Linked DNA regions of Canis lupus: region 2 is linked to region 1. Evidence: chromatin contacts called from public Hi-C data. All regions are on one chromosome and are shown on one strand. Each heading gives the region's core, a stretch centred on a gene start, on an enhancer-like site or on the middle of the called end of the contact. The rest is flanking DNA. Distances are from core to core; before and after follow the strand shown.

What was found. A called contact is a pair of places that touch in the nucleus more often than the background predicts.
Region 2: a Hi-C map of amygdala shows a contact between it and region 1, with 4 times the contacts expected there. The contact joins the promoter of BUD13 here to the promoter of SIK3 in region 1.

What each region holds. Positions count from the first base shown.
Region 1 is chr5:16,520,417-16,523,250 of UU_Cfam_GSD_1.0, reverse strand. It overlaps SIK3 (serine/threonine-protein kinase SIK3), which reads right to left and starts at 1,484. Exons shown (of 24, transcript XM_038536052.1): 1 at 1,212-1,484. The coding sequence starts at 1,484. LOC111095817 (a long non-coding RNA gene) reads left to right here and starts at 2,202. Exons shown (of 4, transcript XR_005359208.1): 1 at 2,202-2,379.
Region 2 is chr5:16,817,090-16,819,923 of UU_Cfam_GSD_1.0, reverse strand. It overlaps BUD13 (BUD13 homolog), which reads right to left and starts at 1,378. Exons shown (of 12, transcript XR_005359212.1): 1 at 1,193-1,378. LOC111095818 (a long non-coding RNA gene) reads left to right here and starts at 1,508. Exons shown (of 4, transcript XR_005359242.1): 1 at 1,508-1,750; 2 at 2,239-2,340.

The DNA of each region.
Region 1 (2,834 bases), core at 235-2,734:
GATAAGTTACTGGCTTCTGAAAATAAGCAATTGCCATAAAAGCAAAAAACAAGGCAGGCGATGATAAGGGCCAGACTGAGGAGGTGAGGAATTGATGTGGCTTTGGTAGGAAGCAGGAGCAGCAGCTCTAAGGGTGCTTCATCAGGTTGAAGGAAAACACAAACTGCAGTTTTAGATATAATGAATGACTACACTGAAAGTATTCATTCAAGTGAGAGATTGAGCAAAGCAAGAGATCTGGAGTACAAATGGGCTTTGTGGGTCCTCTCAAGACCAAAAGATTCCTCCTGAGGACTCTGGTTCCAATACTTCCAGTGAAGAAGGCTACCCCACATTTCCTCAAAAAAAAAAAAGGAATTTTACATGTCAAACCGTACATGTGTACTTATGTGCCTTCCTAACTGACCTTGGCCCATTTCACTAGTAACAGCTCCGCAAATCCCTGGAGAACCAAAGGGCCCAAGGAGTGTACTGATCCTCCAGGGTCTGGGTTCCTCCAACACCTCCTCCGTCACCCACCGGGCTTCCCCCACCACCGCCGAGAGCCCACCCCGGGGCTCTCTGAAAGCCCACGATTCCAGACCCTGCAACAACTAAAAATAAAGCAGCAACCCAGCTCTCCCGAACCGCTTACCCCCTGACTCCCTAGTGCCGTCACGACCCCGGGCGCCCTGGGCCTCTGCTCCCTGAGCCCCTTCCCGCGGAGGAGCCACGCGATCTGCCTCCCCCTCGTTTCCCCGTTTTCTCCGTCGCCTCCTCCAACGATCTCGGGGCCGTCCCCGGGCTCCCGCTCCCCGCCGCGACCTCCCATCAGTCCCGGGCGACCAAGCGCTGCCCGGCGTGTGTCACGGGGCGCCAGGACCGCGCACCCCCGCAGCCCCGCAGCCCCGCGCCCCGGCATGCCCCGGCCGTCCTTGGTCCTCTCCGAAGCCCCCCCGCGGCCACCCCGCGGTCCGCACCTCCTAGCCCCTGCCCCCGTCCCCCGGGGGCTCCAACTGCGGGCTCCCGGGGCCCCCGGCTTCGGGGTGCGGCTCCGCCAGGAGTCCCAGAGCTCCCCCGCCGCCCCCCGCAGCCCCGGCTCCGCAGCGTCGGTCCCCGGCCCCGGCCGCCCGGCCCCGCGCCCCGCGCCCCGCGCTCGCCCCGGCCCCGGCCCCGGCCCCGCGCCCCCGCCCCCGCCCCCGCCCCGGGCCGCGCTGCCGCCGCGCCGCTACCTTGGCCTTGGTGACGAGGTGCGTGGCCCGCTTGACCACCGCGAAGTTGCCCTTGCCGATGGTGCGGTCGATCTCGTAGTAGCCGATGCGCGCAGGCACCGGCCCGCGGGAGGCCGGGGCGGGGGGACGCGGCGGGCCGGCCGCCGGGGGCACGGCAGCGGGGGCGGCCGGCGGCCCCGGGGCGGGCGGAGGCAGCAGGCGGCCCGCCGGCCCGGCTCCCCCCGCCCCGGCCCCGGCAGCCCCGCCAGCTCCGCTCGCCGCCGCCGCCGCCATCTTGTTGTGCAGTGAAACCTCCCGGGCCGCGGGGAGCCGGCGGGGGGGAGGGGGCGGGGGGCGGGAAAAGCGGGGGGGCCGGCCCACGTCACTCCGGGAGGCGGGGCGCCCGCGCCGCCGGGGCCCGGCGCCATGGCAACGGCGCGTCACGTGCCGACGCGCGTCACTGCCCGCGGCCATGGCAACCGTGACGTCACCGGCCCGCCCGCCCGCCCGCCCTCCCCGCGTGGGACGGCGGCCCGGGCGCTGGCTCCCGGGCGCCCCCCTCCGGGGACGGGACGGTGCGCGCCGCCCGCCCGCCCGCCGCTCCGGGACGGCCGCCGCGCTCGCGCTCGCGGGCGGGGGCGGGGGCGGGGGGGGCCGCGGGAGGTGCAGGCCACGGCGCTCCAGGCCACCCGCCCCCTTCAGCAGTCGCCCGGCCTCCCGTGAACCAAAGTACTGCCCCGTCCCCGGAAACCGCGGCCTCGTCCCCCTTTAGCCCTCGAGGCCCCCCAGGCAGGAGCAGCCGCCGCGCCGAGGAAACCGTCAGCAGGCCGGTGGCCGGGCAGGGCAGTTCTTCAGCAAGATTCCTTCCAGCAGCGCAACTGCCCCGCGGCCACCGGGCGCCCCGTCACGGCCCGCGGGGTGGGGGGCGCGGGGGCGGGGCCGCGCGGGGATGCGCTCCGCCGGGGGTCTCCCTCCGCCCGGCCTCCGGCGACCCTGCAGCGGGGGGCGGTCCCGGCGGTCCCGGCGCCGCGTCCTGCTCGTGTCGCTGCCGTGACCCGACGAAGCAGCTGCGCGTCGTCCAGCAGGGCCACGTCGTGCTCAGGGACGAAACCGTCTGTTAGGCAAAATGAAGAAGCAGGTTCTGGCATCATGATTCCCTCCCCACGGGGACCCTCCAAAGACATCGAAGGTGACCAAAGTGACGCTTCCAACAGTGAATCTCACACTCTCTCTCTCTCTCTCCTTCCTCTGCCATCCGGATCCCCCAGGGCCCCTCCTCACTAGCTCCGCGCTTTCCCTTCCACTTCGTCCCACTGCTTCTATTAACTAGATTGATTTAATTGCTTTGGGGGGGGGGATAAGAGGGATAGGCGATGGGGCTGGCAATGGCAAGGTGGCCTTTGGCAGCCTGGGGGGTGCTAGAGACAGGGAGAGGACTGAACGCTCCAGTGTTAAGATGTGCTCAGTCCGGTCCGGATCCATCCACCTGGACGTCTGCCTGTCTGTGCGGCGGAACTGTGTCGTCAGGTGACCGCATGTACCATACCAAAACTGACACCCAGGGCACCGTGAGTGTGTGAGGAGGAGGGAGCCTATTGACTCTCTCTGACCCAAAAATGTTTACGAGCGCGTCCTGGCTCCCCA
Region 2 (2,834 bases), core at 129-2,628, 300 kb before region 1:
GTTGCCCAAGGCCGTAGAGCCCACAACGTGGCACAGCCAGGACTCAAACTCTGACTGGTATTACTCCAGAGGTCAAGCAAGCTATTTTCTCTACATGGCACTGTCTGTGTCCAAACAATCGACACAAGTCGGAAGGCAGGAAGACAGAGGGCAAGAACAGGCAAGAAGCAACCCACGAAAGGAAGTGGATTTGGGGGATCCCTGGGTGGCGCAGCGGTTTGGCGCCCGCCTTTGGCCCAGGGCGCGATCCTGGAGACCTGGGATCGAATCCCACGTTGGGCTCCCGGTGTATGGAGCCTGCTTCTCCCTCTGCCTGTGTCTCTGCCTCTCTCTCTCTCTCTCTCTCTGTGTGTGACTATCATAAATAAATAAAAATTAAAAAAAAAAAAAAAAAAAGGAAGTGGATTTGGTCTCTGGAGCTGGGCGTATTGGTTCCCCAGGGCTGCCTGACAAAGTGCCGCCAACCAGGCGGCTTAAGGCAACAGAACTGTACTCTCTCAGGGTCCTGGGGGCTTGAAGTCTGAAATCAAGGTGTCTGCAAGGCAGTGCCCACTGGGAAGGCTGGGGGCGGGGGGATTCCTTGGCTGTTCCAACTGCTGGCAGCGGCAGGCGTACTCGCATACTCTGGCTACTAGTGGCAGCGTAAACCCAGCCCAAGGCCGGCCTCCATCTTCACACGGCGGGCTTTCCCCATCTCTGCGTCCAAATCCCCCCCTTCCTAAGGGGTCCCCGGGCACGCTGGATTTGGCGCCCGTCCTGATGTGCTGTGACCGCATCTTGATTAGCTACACCCGCGGCGGCACTACTTCCGAAGGAAGTCACGTCCTGGGGTCCTGCGCGGACCCGCCGGGAGAGCGGCACGGCGGCCCCGCTCCGCCGCGGAATCCTGGAGCCTCGGTCGGCGCCCGCCCGCGCAGGACTCGGCCCCAGGTGCGCGCGGCGCCCGACTCCGCCGAGCCCCCGGCCGTGCCATCACAGGCTCCGGGCGACCCCGCCGTTCCTCTCGGCGCGACACTCACTCTCCACGGGAGAGGCCGGAAAGCCACCGGGGCGGGAACAGCCTGAGAAAGTTACCGGCGGCCGGAGGCGGCGAGCGCACGGCCGCGGGGCGCGCCGGCCGAGCGCGGAGCCGGGGAGCAGAGGGGCGGCCGGCCGCCGCAGGCCCCGCCCCGCCCCGCCAGCACCCACTCACCCCCTGCCGCCGGCCCCGCCAGGCTTCGGCCGCTTTTTGCGACGCTTGCGACCGGAGTCCGGGCCCCCGTCGACGCCGGCACCTGCCCCAGACAAGTAACGCTTCAGATACTCGGCCTTGGAGAGCGGCGGAGCTGCCGCCATGGCAGCGGCGGGGGCGGGGAGACGGCTCGGCGCTGGGGACAAATTTCCTGAACGCGAAGCGCACGGCGGGGGGCCCCCGGGGGGGCGGGGCCGGGGCCGGAAGTGGTGGAGAGCTGTGGGACCCGCCCCGGGCTGACCCCCGGCTGCGCTTGCTGGCTCTCCGCAGGTGCGCGCGCCTCCGATTGCACCTCCACCTCCCCCTCCCCCTGCCCCTGCCCCTGCCGGCCCGACCGGCAGGGGTTTGTCCACCTGTCTGCCCCTTCAACCTACGATGCAGCTGGCGGGAGGCTAAAACCACGACCCAAACAAGATCTCTGTCCCCAGCAGCTCCAGAAGCACCATAGCGTCGTCAAGACCTCGGGCTCTGGAGGGACGGTGTCCCTAAGCTGGAGTTCGGGCTCCGAAACTTCCAACTGTAGGTCCGGGGGCAACTTAATTAACGAACTGGGGAGTATAATGGCACCTAACTAAATGGCTTCGAGAAATGAGACACTTTTACTGCGTGAGATGCTTAGCACAGTGTCTGAAGCACAGTATGTATGTTGTTTGTATTAGTATGTTAGGTGGAGGTTAGACTGCTCTAAATAGTCTTCCACGAACCATTCAAGAGAGGTCAGGAATTCCAAACGTGATTACCATGAAAAAATATGGAGGTTTCTCTAACCTGTGACCTTCCCCACTTTTGATAGAATACGTAGCCCCCAACTATCTGTTGCCTGCAATCTTTCCTGTGAAAAGGACCTGGCTCTATTTTCAGCCAGATAGAGAAGCTGAATTCTAATTATCAAGTTGGGAGGGGCCGGGGGGAGGGGACATACTCCTTTTCTTCTTGTGAACATTATTTTACATAAATTACCTCATTTAACAAATCTCTCAAGTGGTTTTATTATGCTTGTTTCACAGATGAGAAAAACCAAAGCTTGGAGAGGTTAAGGAAGTTGTCCAACTTTATACAGCCAAAATGTGACCCTTGGGAGCAGAAGCTAGCCAAGTGAGGTACAAGAGGTAAATCCAAAGTTTGTGAAAATGTTAGATCAAGTATTTCCCTTATCTCAACATGTTAAATTTTTGTCACTGTTTGAAAGCCTATTAGTCAAGAAGGCTTGCTTGTTATACTTTATAAATGCTCTGCTCAGAATCCAGGATACATGCTCAAAAAAAAAATTATATATAATATAGGTGTGGAAGTCCCAGCCCTGATGGATGAACTTTTAACCACAGTGTTGTCCTGACTGGTCCAGCTGAGGCCCAGGAAGGAAAGCAGACTGGGTCTCTGAGGGCTTGTGGGGATACCAGATTGATAGAGGGCTTCACTGGCTGGAGGTCCCCATGGGTCCCCCAGACACAACCCTGTGTTGGCTTCTAATCCACTTTGGTGGACCTCAAACTGAACTTTCAAAGCCCTGCCTCTACTACTTTGTGGTCAGCAGGCATTTGAAGACTTATCTTTCCATTCCATTGAACATTACCAGTACCTTCTCAGCCCCATCAACTCATCT